Regions from separate parts of the Muntiacus reevesi genome. Here region 2 is linked to region 1. A link is a contact called in public Hi-C data. All regions are on one chromosome and are shown on one strand. The core of a region is the stretch at or near the end of the contact, and the rest is flanking DNA. Distances in the headings are between cores, read along the strand shown.

The links. A called contact is a pair of places that touch in the nucleus more often than the background predicts.
Region 2: a contact with region 1 is called in a Hi-C map of muscle, with 4 times the contacts expected there. The contact joins the promoter of SRSF11 here to the promoter of CTH in region 1. A contact is called at or near these places in 2 of 3 Hi-C or Micro-C datasets (blood and muscle).

The regions. Positions count from the first base shown.
Region 1 is chr1:134,485,706-134,491,221 of mMunRee1.1, reverse strand. CTH (cystathionine gamma-lyase) reads left to right here and starts at 2,023. Exons shown (of 12, transcript XM_065911055.1): 1 at 2,023-2,361. The coding sequence starts at 2,194.
Region 2 is chr1:134,680,327-134,685,962 of mMunRee1.1, reverse strand. It overlaps SRSF11 (serine and arginine rich splicing factor 11), which reads left to right and starts at 3,267. Exons shown (of 13, transcript XM_065911128.1): 1 at 3,267-3,354. LRRC40 (leucine rich repeat containing 40) reads right to left here and starts at 3,171. Exons shown (of 15, transcript XM_065911163.1): 1 at 2,983-3,171; 2 at 390-571. The coding sequence starts at 3,133.

The DNA of each region.
Region 1 (5,516 bases), core at 774-3,273:
CTCCAGGGGATCCTCCTGACCCAGGGATAGAACCCTCGTCTCCTGCGGCTACTGCACTGCAGGTGGATTCTTTATCACTGAGCCACCTGGGAAGCCCATTAAATTATGTATGTTCCTCTGAAAATAATGCACCATGGTATAAACTCTCTTGAAAAAGTGGGAGCATAACATACACATTGCTTTGCACCTTGCTTTGCTGTCTCAGAAGTTAGAAATCATGACACACCAACTCAGATCAATCTCCTGCTTCTCAACTATACCATATCCCTCACAGAATTGTGTCATTAACACACCAGTCTCCTGTGGATGGGTACATAAGCTGTTTTCCATTCTTTTGCTTTTAAAATAGCAAAAATAGGTATGAATAACATCCTTATTCATCCTTACACACATACGGGAATACGTTTGAAGGATAAATTCCTACAAGTAAACTTACTAAGTCATGGGAACCCTTGACTAAGTCATGGGAATACTGAGCTGCTGCCTATTAAAGTTTTCTCAATTTATGACAGTGAAAAAAGCTTGATTTAGAGCATTTATATTAGTGTCATTTTAAAAAGAAGCTTTTGTTATGGTAATACTAAATACAATATCCATATTTATGAAACTCAGTGTTTGTTCACAGACATTAGGAGGTATGCTCATTTAGGAGATAAGCTAATTAGGACCCTCCTGGTCCCTAAGCTTCATATCACATAAAAACATACCCATATACAGCTATATATAACTCTTGAGATGAGTTGCAGTTGATATATTTTTAACAGAAAAATGTTAATTAAATATACATTAATATTTATTAGTGCTTTGGAGTCCATTCATTTTTTCCCCAGGGCTAAAAATTTTGCCTGGTTTCTTAAAAATCTTCAGGTCCTTAGGCACTGCTCCCAGTGCTTAATGGCTGTATCCCAGTAGTTAATTTGAAAAGCAAATTGCCTCAGTACTTTCAGTAAAATTTTAAGAGCCATTTATTCTGTATCCTCTTCTTCCTTAATTAGTTTAATAAAGTTTCAGATATTTAGCTAACACTTTGCAGGAAGAGAAGTATTCCTAAATTCCCTAGTCCTAGAAAATAGTAGCCACACTAAATAGGTCAAGTCTGTATTGTTTAGGGAACAAGGAGACTTTTGTTGTTGTTTTTTAGGGGAGTGATCCTTGTGAGAGTAGGGCTGTGGATACAGGTGAATAAATTGCGACCCAGGACAACTTCCATTCCTACCAGGATGTTGCTGTCAACTGTGTAACAACGAAGGCATTCTGTCTAAGGATTTAAGGCTCCAATAAGGTTTTCAAAGCCACACTTTGGTTTGCAATTCTTCAGAGAGAGGTTTCTCTGGGCACTTCAAAAGATAATGATGTTTGAATAGCTCTTAGAAAGCTGCCAAGAGTTTTCCTTAGAGACCCTCTCTACAGTAGCTTTACTATTACTTAAAAATACGACTCTCACTCCGATTTCAATCAACGTTAAGTACTGGTCATTAAAGAAAGCGTTCTTCCACCAAGGCAGGCTGCCCGCTGTTAACGAGAATCCAAACTGCGCTTTTGGCAGCTTGGGCCGCCGTTTTCGTCACCGATCTCCACTTTGTCGCTTGCGTCCTTCGGAACCGCCCTCAGGACAAAGGGTGGTAGGTGGAGGCGGGGAAGGGTCCAGGCAAGGGCTGCCGTTAAGATGAGGCTATCTGTGTGGCCTCTTTTCAGATTACTGGGTTTAATGTCAAGCCAGTCTTTCTCCTCGTCTCCCGTGAACCTCCGGTCTGAGGTCACATAGACGCCCGGGTGGCTCACAGGAGCCAGCAAGGAAGTTTTCCTAGGGTCAGGACTCAGGAATTTCACCCGCAGGAACCAACACCAAGCGGGTAACCGAGCCTCCATCCAGGCTGCACCGGGAAGAGCTTTGGCGGTGACGCTCCAGGCTACGCCTCTGCTGCCAGCCAATGAGAAGCGGGGGCCGCGTTGGGGCCTGCGCTCATTGGGTCGTGCTGGCTCCGCCCCGGGGTGAAGCAACGCTACCGGCCGGTTAATAAAGTCCCAGCTACAGAGGGGTAGGGTTCGGCTCTAGTGCACTTGCGGCTGAATCCCCTGTGTACCTTAACCTTCCATTCACCTGATTCTTCTGTCTTTTTTAAGTCCTGACGTATCAGTGTCATAGTTTTATCTTCCTCGCTCTTTTACTCTTTCCTTTCTTCGCAGCTCAGCATGCAGGAAAAAGAAGCCTCCCCACACGGATTCCTGCCTAGGTTCCAGCATTTCGCTACGCAGGCCATCCACGTGGGCCAAGAACCGGAGCAATGGACCTCCCAGGCTGTAGTGCCCCCCATCTCGCTGTCCACCACGTTCAAGCAAGGGGCTCCTGGCCAGCACTCGGTGAGCTGGGTGTGTCTGGGGCGGTCCAGTGTTGGTCGTTGAAAGAGACATGGCTTGTAAATTAAGAAGCACGCAAGTAATTTGTAAGGTGTAATTTGTGTATTATCACGAAGGATGTTTACTGTAAGGATGATACCTGTAAACCTCCTTATAGTAAAGCTTTGTATTGGATGGTTCAGTTCTTTTGATAAGCAGGACTAGAGGGAACAGTTTGTCTAACTTGCTGTATTGATTTGGGCTGATATTCATGTGATTAGGGCAGATTTGCAGGTCAAAATTATCATAACTTCCTTGAGTTACCGTAAGCAAGAACAATTATAAAGATATAGTAAGAAGTCAACTTAAAAAACTAAGTCATAACTCACCTGGAATCAAGATCCTTCCCAATAGCTATTAATTCCCAATATTAATATTATTCCAATAGTTATTAATAGATATTGAGTACTGCTGTATGCCAGATATCAGTACATACCTACATTATATCATATGTATTACATATATTACCTCAGATAATCCTTACAGCAATTCTATTCTGAACTAAATTCTCATTTCTCTCATGAAAAACCTGAGGTTTAGGGATGTTAAACATCTATTGCAAAGGCCACTGTAATGGAGCTGGGATTCATTCTTGCTCTAGAACACCATCCACTCTTGGGCTTTAATCCACACTGTGCTGTACTAACAGTTATGTTAGCAACAATCTTACCCATTGCATCAGTGTGGCTTAGTGATTAAGAGCATAAATCTTGTAGTCAGAGGCCCTAGGTTTGAATTCTAACAGCACATCTTCTGAGCTGGGCAATCTTGAGGAAGTAATTTAACTTATCTACTTACTTATAAGTAATTTAACTTATCCTGTGTAAATAAATGTTTCAATAATAGTACCTGCCATGTAAGTTGTTGATATGTAAGTTAAGCTATATGGTGTGATACATTATAATCGCTTAGTAGTTTCACAGTGTTCACATGTACCTCAGATATGGAGGGCCGACTGTAAGTTGTACATGGATTTTCCATTGAGCAGAGGGTTGGCACCCTAACTCAAGAGTTGTTCAGGTGTCAAATGTAACTAAATAAACTTTGTAGATCTAAAAGCTTGATTGTATCAATACTTCAAACACCTCTTTAGGGTGTTATATAAGTTGAGGAAGTTCTTTTAGACGTGGCCCTTTGTTTTGTGAGGTGGAGTTCTAAGGGCATTTCTACAACTTGTTTAGGATACTTTGAGCTATTGTAACTTGTAATCAAAATGTGTACACATCTGTCTTTCAAGCTCCTTCCCTGTATAAGCCTTCATGAACGTGTAGCTGCCCAAGCTATAATATTTAATGCAAAAGTTAATAATTTAGCTATGATATTAATAACTAAATGTTTTCAGAGAGCCAACCAGGTGATAAAATCCACAAACTTTTTTTCCACCATACCGTGCTGCTTGTGGAATCTTATTAGTAGTTCCCCAAGCAGGGACCAAACCTGTGCCCCCTGCAGTGGAAGCAGGGAGTCCTCACCACTGAAACACCAGAGAAGTCCCTCCAAACTCCTCTTACTGCCTTTAATATATCAGTTAAGAGCACTAAAGAGAATCAAGGAACTGAAATGAGAAGCATCTAATTCTTCAGTTCCATTTGGAAAACCATTGAATGAGTGATAGTGTGGGAATTTGCCACTGAAATGCTTCTTTTCTCTCCACAAATTAAAATCTTTGCCCTCAATATTTAGGAAGATAAGGGTTACCTTTCCATGGCAGTAGCCACATGATTCCAGACAGTTTTTTCGCATCTGGAGTACAGCTGCAGGTCCCATCAAAGAGGTGATGGTGGAGAGTGATGAGGATATCCTGGAGCCCTATAAAATCTGCCTACTCAGTTTGTCAAAAACATGGCAACAAACAAGGCCACAAAACTAAATAAACTACAGATTATATATACAATTGTGTAATATATGTGTTTTTGTTGGGAAGATCCTCAGGAGGAGAGTATGGCAAACCACTCCAGTGTTCTTGCCTGGAAAATCCCCATGGACAGAGGAGCCTGGCGGGCTGCAGTCCATAGGATCATAAAGAGTTGGGCATGACTGAAGTGGCTTAGCACATATGCACGCACATGTGTGCGTAACTAATGCTGGGAGCTCCTGAATCAGAACCAGGTGTAAAAAGTGGTTATGTTTGGTCATGTGCTGTATGAAGCAGGAGAAAAGTATGTATAGGATTTTTAGTCAGTGTTTAAATCCTGGTTTTGAATTCTGGCTCTGACATACCTGGTAACATTTGGCTTTAGTTTCTTCAGAGCAGGTTGTGAAGATTAAATAAAATGACTGGATACAGACAGAGACTGACAAATACTATATGATATCACTTACATGTGAAAGCTAAAAAATAAAACTAACTAGTCACTATAGCATCAACAAGAAAAAACCATACTCACAGATATAGAGAACCTCGTGGTTACCAGTGGGGAGAGGAAAAGGGGAGGGGGAAGTTAGGGCAGGAGATTAAGAAGTTAAAAACTACAATATGAATAAATAAGCTATAAGAATACTTAGTACCAACATGGGGAATATAGTCAATATTTTATAATGACTATAAATGGAATATAACCTTTAAAAATTGTGAATCACTATGTTGTACACCTGAAACAAGGTAATATTGTACATCAACTATACCTCAATAAAAATAAATATCAAATAAAATGACTGGATGACTTCAGCTAGAGTAGTACCATATGTGTAAAAGGAATATAATGCAAATTTTAAAAAAGGGTTGTGTAGAGCTGTTTTGCTGAGAATGACTCCCTTTTCTGAGTCACTTTTGTAGAACTAAGACCTGAACTTCAGGCATTTGTAAGCATATCTTCCTGCTGGATGCTAAACAGAATTTGCATCACTTAATTTTTAGGAAATGATATGCAGGTTATAAATAGGTTTACTTTGTTGATTCAGGTGATTCCTGTTTCCTAATACCCCTAGATTAATGGTTAGAGGTGAGTCTAACATAATAATAATGCTAATAATAAAAACTACCATTTATCCCAGTGGTTAGCACATGCCAGACATCATGCAGAGAAGTTATTATACATTATCTCATTTTATCTTCATGTCTATTTTATGAACTAGATACCTGTATTTTATTCCCATTTTACAGGTCTAGAGATTGATTC
Region 2 (5,636 bases), core at 2,018-4,517, 190 kb before region 1:
CTTGCTTTAATGTCTAGAATAATAATGATCATAAAAAAATAGCAATAAAAAAAAGGACAAGCAGCAGAAGCCACTAGTTAAACATTAATTCTAATTCTGTTTGTATGCGTTAACACATTTAATTCAAAGATAGGCAGTACTAACAGTCTCGATTTATAGATATGGAAACTGACGCACAGAGAGGCAGCTGTCCCGAGATCACACAGCTAGCAAGCAGCAGTCGGAACTGGAAGCCTGAGGTTCTGATTCTGCATTCTTAACCATGATGCTTTGTCTAACACAGTAATTTTGTTATTCTTCTTGCACTCTACCAATTGGGTTTTCTGCTTCTCAAAGTCTAAACTTAGTTTCAGAGTCTTTTCAAACAAAAGACTCATAAATCAACTTACATCAAGAACAGTCAGTGCAGGAAGGAGTCGGAGGTCATCAGTAAGTGACTGAAGTTTATTATTTGATATGATTAGTTTGGTCAAATCCGTCTGCTCCCACCATCGCTCAGAGGCATTGAAAGAAAGATTCTGATTAGCTTCCTCAGGGATATCCACATTTATTCTCCAAACACACTGAGGCACTATATCCACCATACCACACCAAAAAAAAGGAAAGAAAAAAAGAAATCAGATACTAAGGACATAAGTTGATAACAGCTATTCAAGTTATCTACTGAAATTTCTGAAACATTAAAAACTTTCAAGTAAATCAAACAAATAGCAATGAATTACAACAACATTAAAGTGAAAGTTTGATTTTATTCCAAAACAGAACAGGGGATATGTATTTTTCATATTAGATCTCACTTTTATCTTCATTCAACTATATTTACTATATACATTTCCTGCATAGCACATAGTGGTTGGATATATAACACAAATAAAGAATGGGCTGTATCTTTATGCTACCATAACAGAGAAGATATGGAAATCAAATGAACAAACTCCTCTATCTCATAACAACTCCATGAGACAGGTGTTATGACTATTCTCACTTTATACATGAGAGAAATGGGACACAGATTGAATGTATCATTTGCCCCAAGTTATACAGATAGACAAGATTAAACCCTGGAAAAGCTAAACTATCTTGCTTCTCAGTGAATATTTGGAAGGTATATCTGACTCCCCTGACTGCTCTCTATTTTATCTGATACACAACACAACATTGTTACTCTTGCTGCAGCAAATGCAGCAATTCCTTTGACACAGCAAATAAGTCTGTACAAGTTAAACAGAAAGAGTTCAGGTTCACCACTATTAAACTGTAGCTCCAGAAGGTATTAACTTGCTTCAGAGCTACAGCAAATGTGTTGTCGCACATTGCATCCATGAAAGAAATTGAATTTGCCATTTACAACAATCCCACAAAGAAAATTCCAGGCCCAGATGGCTTCACTGGTGAAATTTAGCAGACATTTAGAGTAGAAATACTACTAATTCTACAGAGCCTTTCAGAAAATAAAGGAAATAAAAACTCCCAACTCATTTTATGAAGTCAGCATTATTCTGATACCAAAATCAGAGGCATTAAAAACAGAGGGTTACTCCAAAAAACAAAAACTACTACATCTAAACATCATGACCAAGCAGGAGTTGTATCAGGAATGCAAGGCTGCTTTAACATTTGACAATCAAAATTCCTTTGCTCCCTGAAACTTTAGTAGACTAAACCATCTGGGTCCAATCAATAAGTATATTCCAGAACACACTTAGTTTTTGGGAATAATTCATTTATCTACTTATTTCTTCCACAAATGTTTAATAAGAATCTACTATGTACCAAGCACGACTTTGAGTGCTAAGGACACAATGAGCAAAATGAAAGTCCCTGACCACATGCAAGCAATATTCTAGCAGAGGGCAGAGAAGACAATAAACAAATAAATACAGAATACAGATTCTGCTAATAATAAATGCTATTAAAAAGAGGTTAGAGAATACAATGTTAGCAAGAGAATTTATTATAGATAGGGCAGTGAGGAAGGACCTATATAAGCAGACTCCTTGAGGAAGTCAAGAAGTGAACCCTAGTCAGGTATCATGTAGAAAGTTCCAGGCTCTGGAATAAGCATGTGTACAAGCACAAGCGTAATTTTAAAATATTTATGTTCCCACTGATTAAAACTTTTTCTAGGTAGAGCAGAGATTTTATCATATTTCCTTTCATTCAGCAAGTATTTGTTTGCATGGTCAACTCTATCCATGGCACAATTTTAAAAAAGCAATCATTACAAGGAAATGAAATCTTTTAACTCCAGATGGCCTAAAACCTAAATATAAGTAAAGGAAAACATTACAAGAATAAAGCCATAATCTCTCTCTCCCCACTTTCCACGCCCTCCCTTCACAACAGAAAATCAGAAGAGCATCTGACTATAATTCACTCATGGTATCCAGATTTGTGCATTCGAACGTTACTAGATTTTCAGGATGGCCCCAAATTTACTTTGTGTGGCATCCATCTTGATCTTCAATTTAGGAAATATGCTAAATATTCCTTGTATTTAGGATTCTGTTCACATGCAGGCAGAAAAGGGACTTGAACAGAGAACAGTGTCATTTACTCTAAATGCACAAAAGAGCAGTTCAAATACAGAATTTTGGCGTTGGTAAATGACCTAAGAGATTAAATTAAGAGGAACAAACGGCCAAAGAAACAAAGCATGTGCCCATTATGCGACAGCTAATTTAGTCAAACCATTATGTTGTTTATCCGACAGAATGTGGGAATCCCAGAAAGCGCCCCGTTTAAATTTTGGCCATGTTCCCAGCACATTCCCTGCACCAGACATTTCCTGGAACGAAAAGTAGAAACCGAACGAGCTGACCGAACCAGTGGAGATGTGATAAAAGCCCAAATTCCAGCACCGGGATTCTGGCTAGGATACGGAGCCAAAGGTAGCCAAAGCCAGGCCAGAGGAAAAAGAGGCTACCAGGGGCAAGTCCTTTGTGCCAAGTCGCACAAACGGGTCGTACCTCTGGACCTTACCTTCGCTGAGGTTGCGGCCCGACAGATTTAACTGGCCGCTCTTCCTCGCCGCCTTTAAGAGTCCCTGGGGTACGCAGGCACTGCAGTCTCTGCTCTCAGTGCGGAAACCCGCTCGGGTATCCCGCCCCGCTATCCCCTTCAGCCGCGACATGTTCAAAGCCCGGGGCTCCGCAGCAGAGTCCCGCCCGTGACGCTTAACGGTGGCGCCACTGGGCCGCCCCGCCCCTATCGGGAGCGCGCGCGGCGTGCGCCGGGCCTTCGCTCTCTGCGGCGCGACTCGGTTGTCGTCATCGCCAGCGCCTGGGGCAGGAGGACAGAGGAGCCCTACCCGTTGCCGGTGCCGGCCTTGTGTTTTGGAATTACTTCGCTCAAGTAAGTGCGTTTAACGGGCTGAAGAACGGTGTTGAGTTTACTATGTGTATTATTACTGCGACTGCAATCTTCTCTTTTGTGCTCCCGTGGCGGCGAGGGTGTCAGAAATGGATAACCTTTTCTGCGCCTCTTGCCTGGCCGGAACGTGGGCCTTGACTAAAACTTGAGACCTGGGCGCGGTCTGCAGCCTCTCTGGACCCCTGCCTGTGTTGCCGCTTGTGGTGCTGGCGCCAGATCTCCGTTCCGCGTAGGAAGTAAAACTGATTTCGGTTCTTCTGATCTCTACTCCGACTCTTTAGCATTAGTGCGTCTTGATTGTTGTTGCTTGGAATTTGTAGCCCAGCACAGGAGACAGTGTGAAATGGAAGGGTTGGCCACAGAGAAGGGAAGAGAGAAAAAAAAAAATAGAGCTTCATAATAAATGTTGTCTCTACCGGACAGTTGAGAGGAGCCCAATGTAAGCGCGAGCTTGAGTGTAGCGAGAAAAGCTTGCTCTTCGGCGCTCGAAAGATAGGAGTTCGAATCCCAGCTGCTTCTGTAGCGTACCAGCTGTGTAACTTTAGGCAAGTTTGCTTGACAGCTTTTAAAGTTAATTCCTTTTTCGTTAATTTAGGGTTAATCATTTCTCTCTCATTCGATTTTTTAAATAATTAAGTGAAAATAAAGTTTTAAATATTGAGCGCTTGGTGGGAAAAGGAACGCCATCCAGTTCGGAATGGAAGATGAAAATTTTGTTCAAAGTCGATTATCTTGGGAAGTTAGTTTCTATCTGAAATTTAAAGCTGTAATGAATCATTCAATATGTAATTAACAACTCATCATCTTTAGTATTGCCTTGGGTGGTAGATTTTTCTTTTGCCTAAAGTAATTGTCTTAAAACCATACATCAGGAAATACTCTTCTAAGCCCCCTCAACTAGGCTGGAGATCTTTAGACTATTTAAAAGGTAATATGACGGCCCGCTAACAAATTCTGCACCACACACAGTTTTTGCTGAGTCTAGGTTCTTGCCAACCTTAAATTTGGCTTCTATTCCCCCACCCTCTCGATTATTTTTCTTAATTCTCTGGAGTGCTTTGCATCCAAAGTGAGCAGCATTACTAGTAATTACACTCCTAAGCAAGGAAAGGTGGTTTTGAAGCAAGGAATATAGTAGTTTTTGCAAGATCACTAATAACACCCAATAAGTTGAGGGTGGAAGGGATTAAGAAACTTGCCTAAGGTCACAAGTTTCTATAACTGGTGTGACCAAGCATTTGAACCTAGCTCTCTTAACCTTTCTTGTTAATCACTAGCATAGTGGCTTTTATTTCATCATTTTCAACTGGTTTTTGTCCTGCAACCATTTTTAGGAAGACTTCAATTATGTTTTAAGAGATAATTATTAGAGAAAACTCTTATTTTCTCTTTTTTAGGGTGTAGAAGCCTACCTTTGGAGGATTAATTGCTTGAATGTAAAAATTTACAGTAGCCACCTCTCCCCCTTAAAACTCTTTCATAGCTCAGCATTTTTTTTTAATTACAGGCAAGGTATAGTTTTTTGATTTATTGTGCTTTTACTTGACGTTAAATATTTCATTATTGACATCTAATTATAGTATTATATTGAAACTGTTGCATTTTGTATGAGAAGCATATTCTAACTAATGGCAGAGTAATTCTGAAAAATCCATGTGACTGCACGCTTGTGGTAAACTTCAATAGATACAAATTGACATGTATAAAAATTTAACAAGTATGTCTATAGTACACCATGTATTATACCTGTGTAGCAAGTGCAGATTGAACAAGTAAAGGTGAAAATTATTACCTCAAGCAGTCAGGAAAATCATGGGTTTTGTCTCAAATTGATGCAAACTGAAAGTTTATTAACTTGAACTTTAGGAGAAAGTGTAGTTATGTATAGTTATATTTGTGGGAATTAGCATTGTATATACATTGTAATGCTTCGGAAAGAATACATTAAAACGAAAAAACCAATCCTTTTTCAACACTGGCATGGAAGCTAAAGTATTTGCTTTTTAAAAAAAAAAAATGATTATTAAAACAATGTGAAACGTATATCCTGTACAAGGGCTGGAGACTGCATAGTTATCTTTATAATAGAATTTTCCTAACTACAATTTATTATATTCATTTTATTAAAGTATGGAAGGCTTCACTCTTCTAGCTTTGCTAAATGAAAACGGAAAATGAAGAAGTCAAATATATATTGAGCTTAAGAATTAGATCAGCCAAAGATAATGTTCTGTCTTATAACAGAAAGTAAGACTTATCAAAGT